Regions from separate parts of the Nothobranchius furzeri genome. Here region 1 is linked to region 2. A link is a contact called in public Micro-C data. All regions are on one chromosome and are shown on one strand. The core of a region is the stretch at or near the end of the contact, and the rest is flanking DNA. Distances in the headings are between cores, read along the strand shown. Region 1 has its middle 160 kb from the start of LOC139070420. Region 2 overlaps tbx3a (T-box transcription factor 3a).

Evidence for each region. Hi-C and Micro-C count contacts between places; a contact is called where the count stands out from the background.
Region 1: a Micro-C map of tail fin shows a contact between it and region 2, with 6 times the contacts expected there. The contact joins two enhancer-like sites. A contact is called at or near these places in 2 of 2 Hi-C or Micro-C datasets (skeletal muscle and tail fin).

The regions. Positions count from the first base shown.
Region 1 is chr6:54,129,913-54,132,748 of NfurGRZ-RIMD1, reverse strand. No RefSeq gene overlaps it. Among protein-coding and RNA genes, the nearest start is that of LOC139070420, 160 kb to the right of the region's middle. Within about 2 kb of position 1,533, at least 1 of the 3 cell types and tissues checked has an H3K27ac peak or open chromatin away from gene starts, as enhancers often do. A contact at or near this core is called in tail fin, where this site is marked.
Region 2 is chr6:53,856,091-53,858,919 of NfurGRZ-RIMD1, reverse strand. tbx3a (T-box transcription factor 3a) reads left to right here. Exons shown (of 7, transcript XM_054744356.2): 7 at 1-736. Among protein-coding and RNA genes, the nearest start is that of tbx3a, 8.4 kb to the left of the region's middle. Within about 2 kb of position 1,484, at least 1 of the 3 cell types and tissues checked has an H3K27ac peak or open chromatin away from gene starts, as enhancers often do. A contact at or near this core is called in tail fin, where this site is marked.

The DNA of each region.
Region 1 (2,836 bases), core at 284-2,783, 270 kb before region 2:
AAACGACCATAATCAAACTTTTAAACCAAAACAAAAATGTTCCATTGCTCTAAGATACATCTGCATGATCAAAATGTATACCCTTATCAACGAGCGCGTTGGAGGGCCTGCTTCCGGTCACAAGCAGGAGCAAATCTCTGCAGGAGCCTTTAGACTTTATTATGGGTTCTGCTTTAGATGAGCCGTGCAGAAAAATGAAACCAATACGTGCCTGCTGCCTTGTTGCGTCTGGAGTGAGCCGGACTCAGGCCTGCCGCCTCTGAGAAAGGAGAACACGCTGCACTCTGCATGATCTCTACCTGCAGCACGGCTCTGACACACACACACACACACACACACACACACACACACACACACACACACACACACACACACACACACACACACACACACACACACACACACACACACACACACACACACACACTGAAGCTTTGCAACTCCAATCAGCGCAAAAAAAAGTGCTGCTGCGCCCTGACGCATGAAGACTGTCTGGTTTCTGCTTCCAGCGGGCAGCTGATATCCCGAGTTCCTGCTGCTGCTCTCAGATGGTGATCAGCGGGAGTCAGACAGGCTCTGTGTGTCATGCAAAGATATCAACAAATACCATTATACTACAGAGAGAAAATACCTTCATGAAATGAAAAATACCTCCTGAAAGTTTTTAAAACTCTGCCCAACAATTAAGGCAGATAGTCTAAAATTTGCATAAAATGACTCTGCTAAAATGACTCTGCTAAAACTAACCAAAACTTCCCATTATATATACACACACACACACACACACACACACACACACACACACACACACACACACACACACACACACATATGTATATGTATATATATATATATATATATATATATATTTATATATATATACACACACACACATATATATATATATATATATATATATATATATATATATATATATATATACACACACACACACACACATATATATATATATATATATATACATACACACACACACACACACACACACATATATATATATATATATATATATATATATATATATATATATATATATATATATATATATATATGTTATATCACTATCAAATTTTCATGGAGCCTTTAAGTCCAAACAAAAATAACCCTAATAAATGGATCAAAGGTTTTAGGGTGAGCCTGATGTTTAACTAAATCGTCTTGCATGAGAGTAATATAATTGGTGTAGCGAACTCTCCTGTCTAAACATGCTCTGCCTTTGATGGATGAATCATACCCTCAACTGTTTCATGGCCCGTTCATGAGGGATCTCACGTTTCATTAGGCCCTTTGCAGATAAATATATACGTCACGGCCAAACAGTCGGTGGTGCGCCAAGAGACGGCTGAGAAGAAGAGCGTGGCTATGTGCAAATGTAACCCCAGTTGGGGTGTTTTTTCTCACAGAAGAGTGTGTCAGTTTGCCCTCAATTTTGTTTAGGATTTAGTTTTTTTGTTTTATTGGTTTGCTTGCCTCCAGGGAGGAAATACCTGCTCTGGATGAGCAACGGGTGTCTCCCTCAAATAGAGAAATGAGCAGCATGTGTTGGCAAGCTCAGGCTCAAAGATGTGAGAAGCACACCATAAAAAACATGCGAAATCTTGTGCAAACAAAGGAACACTCAACAATGCGAAAATAATAAAAAACATACAATCAGAGCCATGAATCAGGCATCCTGAGGTCCACAAAGAACTTAATTTTCCTTCTCAGTCTTGTTTTCAATCTGCTCTTGGGGGTGAGGGTTACAACTTGGGATGAGACACTAACCTTCCACTCTCCCTCCTCAAAGAGCAGCCTTGTTTGAAACTGTCCGTCAGTGCAGGAAAAAAGTGCTCCTTGTTCAATCTGTTCAGCTCATGTCATCACCAGGCGCACCCCCCACCTTCCTTTTCTTGCACAGATTGCACAGCCCCTCGACTCCTAAAAAAAAGCATCTTCAAATCTGATTACTCTTATGTTTCACCGGGTTGAGAGATCTGGCCGATGGCGTTTTGGAATTTGAATTCTGTTTCATTTTCTCATGACTCTCAGGGCTGCAGCTGGCTCCGGTTGCACAAATAGGAAGTGTTTAATTCACTGGTTCTGTTCTCTCATCTTTAAAATTTAGGAAAAGTTCTTCTCTCACAAGTCTTTAAGGCTTTGTTTGCCAGTTTAAAGGAAAAATGGATGTTTTCTGTGATCTAATTGAGGTAAATGAGGTAATATGAGTAAATGAGTTCACCGCACATCTACGGCGACAGCAAACAGACATCTGGGAACACAAAGATGAACCACAGCAAAGAGAAAAAAAACAAAACTGAAATAAGAATTCATTCTAGCAACAAAAGGTTTGAACAAGTGAAAAAAGACAGTTGCCCTCACTTGACAGCAGCAGTTATTTAGACAGTTTTACCTTTGACTCTGTAATTCAACAAACAGTAACCTCAGGTTTTAGCTCATTACTGTAACCACGGTGACAAACGTCTCCCATCCTGGCCCGGACCACAGGCTTATCTCCCGTAGTTTTCCCATTTACTTTAAAAATATACATGAAGTATTACTTTAATTCTCAGATTCTCATCATACATGCAACATTTGATTTTTAGGATTAAACCACTTCATACAGCAGTTACAAACTTGGATGTTGTGCCCTGAAGGGTATCAGATCACAGAAGAACACATCCTAGCATTAACAAACTCCAAATTTAACTGCAATGTCATCCTGTGAGACAAATGCTGGACCTATTTGGAAAAAAAATGCAGATGTTCTGGGAAGTAACTTGGAAGAATTAGAGACTATTTTAAGATCTGGAAGCTTGAAATAAGGCATTAAAAATTG
Region 2 (2,829 bases), core at 235-2,734:
ATTTGGAAACATAAAAAAGTTCCTGGACGAAACTATAAGCATGCGTAATTTCACCCAAACAGGCAAAGGGAAGCAGAAAGTTAAACGTTGAGAGAAAACATGGAAAGAAAACGAGAGGTAGCATTGATCATCGTGTAAATATGAATATATAAAAGTATTTATGTAATTATTTCATATTGTTATTGCGTGTAAATACGACGGAGTAGTTTGTTTTTAGGGATTTGTTCTTAATTTATTCTCGATATACTTGTGTAAAGATCTGTGGACTATTACCCTCTTTTTTTTGTTTGTTTGTTTGTTTGTTTATATTCTCATCAAATTACGGATAAATTCTCCTCAGATATCCGCAGATATTCACCCTCACGTGCCATTGTATTTTCACTCGTCCCTGTGTGAGAAGTGCTACTGTTTGAAATGGAAAAGAGACAAACGCACTGCTGCACCCATGGCTTGAAAATAAAAAGAAAACAACTCTTTTCATTCTGTTTTTATTTTTGTTTTTATTTTTATTTTTTGAGAAGTGTTGAAGTGTGAAAAAACGTTTTACCTGTTTTAAAATATGTTGCGAACTTAATTGTTAAAGTGCCGCATAATCGAAAATATGAAGGTTCCTTTATTTTTCTGCGTGTTTCTTAAGTTGTCTGTGGGTTCTGTTGTATTGGAGTTCTGTCTAGTTTACAACATCGGCATTGTGTTCTTGAAAAATTTCAATAAAACATTGAAATGCTGCTTCTCATGTATGTGAATCGTTTTTTATTTTTATTTTTTTTACATCAAATGTATTTACTGGGGATTAATTATGGGGAGCTCATGGGTTGACTCACCCAGGTTTTTACCCCCGAATTCAGTTGATTAATACTGAAGAGAAAGATTACAGAAAATGTACCTTTTTGTTTTTTATATTATAATGCAAATCACAAAATGTTTGTCGTTTAAAGTTTGCATATATCTTATAATTCATAAAGATTTAATAGATTTGGGATTCAAATATGACTGTTTAAAATTTCTAAAACCACCCTGAATTTTCTAAAATCCCATGAGCTTCTTATCGCTTCATTTATTCACAAATCAACACGTTTTCCATCGAAAACATTATATTGTAGCAGTTTTTTTTTATAATAAAAGGATAAGCTGAGGCTTTCTTCTCTCAACGGGAACACAAATCAGCCGAAAATCCGGGTTCCAGAACAGAAAAACACAGATTAGAAAAAAAAATAAAGCCTGTCGTGCATCTGAGAGCGCTGATTTCAGAAGTGAGAAGGCTTTCTCTGGTCCTTCTCTCTTGTTGCACCTCAGTCCTGAGTTTATCAGCAGCGTATCTTTATTTGTGTAATGTCTGGTTAATGTGTAGCGGGCCTGGCGCTGTGAAAAGGTGCAAACACGATAGGAACCGTATCAATAGGCCTTCTTATTGCTCACCTGGCGCCTTCCATGAGCATATCTCTCCGTTTTATTCCACGGAAGGCGACAATGCGTCTGTAATCGTACCTGGATGCGACGCCCCCCAGCGGCGGCAGCGCCCAGAGCTAAAGACAAGGGGCGGGGGGGTCACGGGTTTACATGATAAAGATGTTTGACTTGGTCTGTCTGGAAATTAATAAGATATGGTGGATAATATAGGTTCCGATGGCAAATATAGTCAGCAAACATGATTATTTACGTTCATCCTCATGATTCTGCTCGCTTTTACATCAGAGGTTCCAAAGTTGGGGGTTGAACATCACCTTGGGTCGTGCTACAATAACAGTTGGGTCTTTCCGTAACTCAAAATATTTAAAAAAAAAAGTCTACTATTGCAAATGCATCACTTGAAAACGAGTGAAATTATGTTAAATGAGACCGTGTGCTTGTCGTTCTACATCATTATTTTGCCCAGCAGTGATATTTGTATTCTTCACCCCTATAATTAATGTTTATTAGCCTTTTATCTGGTGTTACTGTACAGAACCAAGCATGGACCATAATAAACTAGATGAATCAAAGACAAATCATGAAGATGAAACACGACAAATGAAATGCTTTGAAGTGTGGACTAAAAACCACCCGTGTCTCAGAATGTTAGTGAATTATAAAACTGTACTTTTGCATATTAACGCAGCTCCTAACTTAAGCCTAGCTCTCAAAAAAAGAAAACATGTAATTCTAAAATTATAGCAGTTCATTTTGTAAACAGCTTGCTCATTGTTTTAATGTTAAACATTTGGTGGCTTTTAAACATGTTTCTTTATATTTTAAGGGCCACTTGCGCCACCTAGTGGCTCATATTCTAAACGTATGATAAATAAACACCCTGCATCCTGCCACTCACCTCAAATAAGTCTGTTGAATCAATAACTGCAGGAGCATTATGTGACGTCATTCAAGCTGCAGATTTATGCAACATTAAGGGTTGTTTGGATGCTTCACACTGTTTTATGGTGTGTCCATCTGGGATCCGTTTACAGGCACAAACTGTGCTGGGTTTTTATTTCTAAGCATGCAACAACAATAAAAATGGGTGGAACAAAAAATACATTTGTTCATTTTGTTTGCAAAAATTGCAGTATGCAACTAAAGGGTTGCTAGATGCTACAGAGTAAACCACTGGGTAGTTATTAATAAGCTTTAAATTCAGGAATATTTTGAGGATAAAAATGTGTTAATAATAATAAAATTATGGCTGTTTATTTTTCTACATGCATTAAGACAATCTTTAATTATAATTTCTGTTCATTAACATGTTTACAGTTAGTTTTTTAATAGCATAAACATAAATTATTAAGGACTGCAATGAGTTCTTGCATTGGTTTGTGACTGAATGTAAATCCAATATTGCTTTGTTCATGTTGA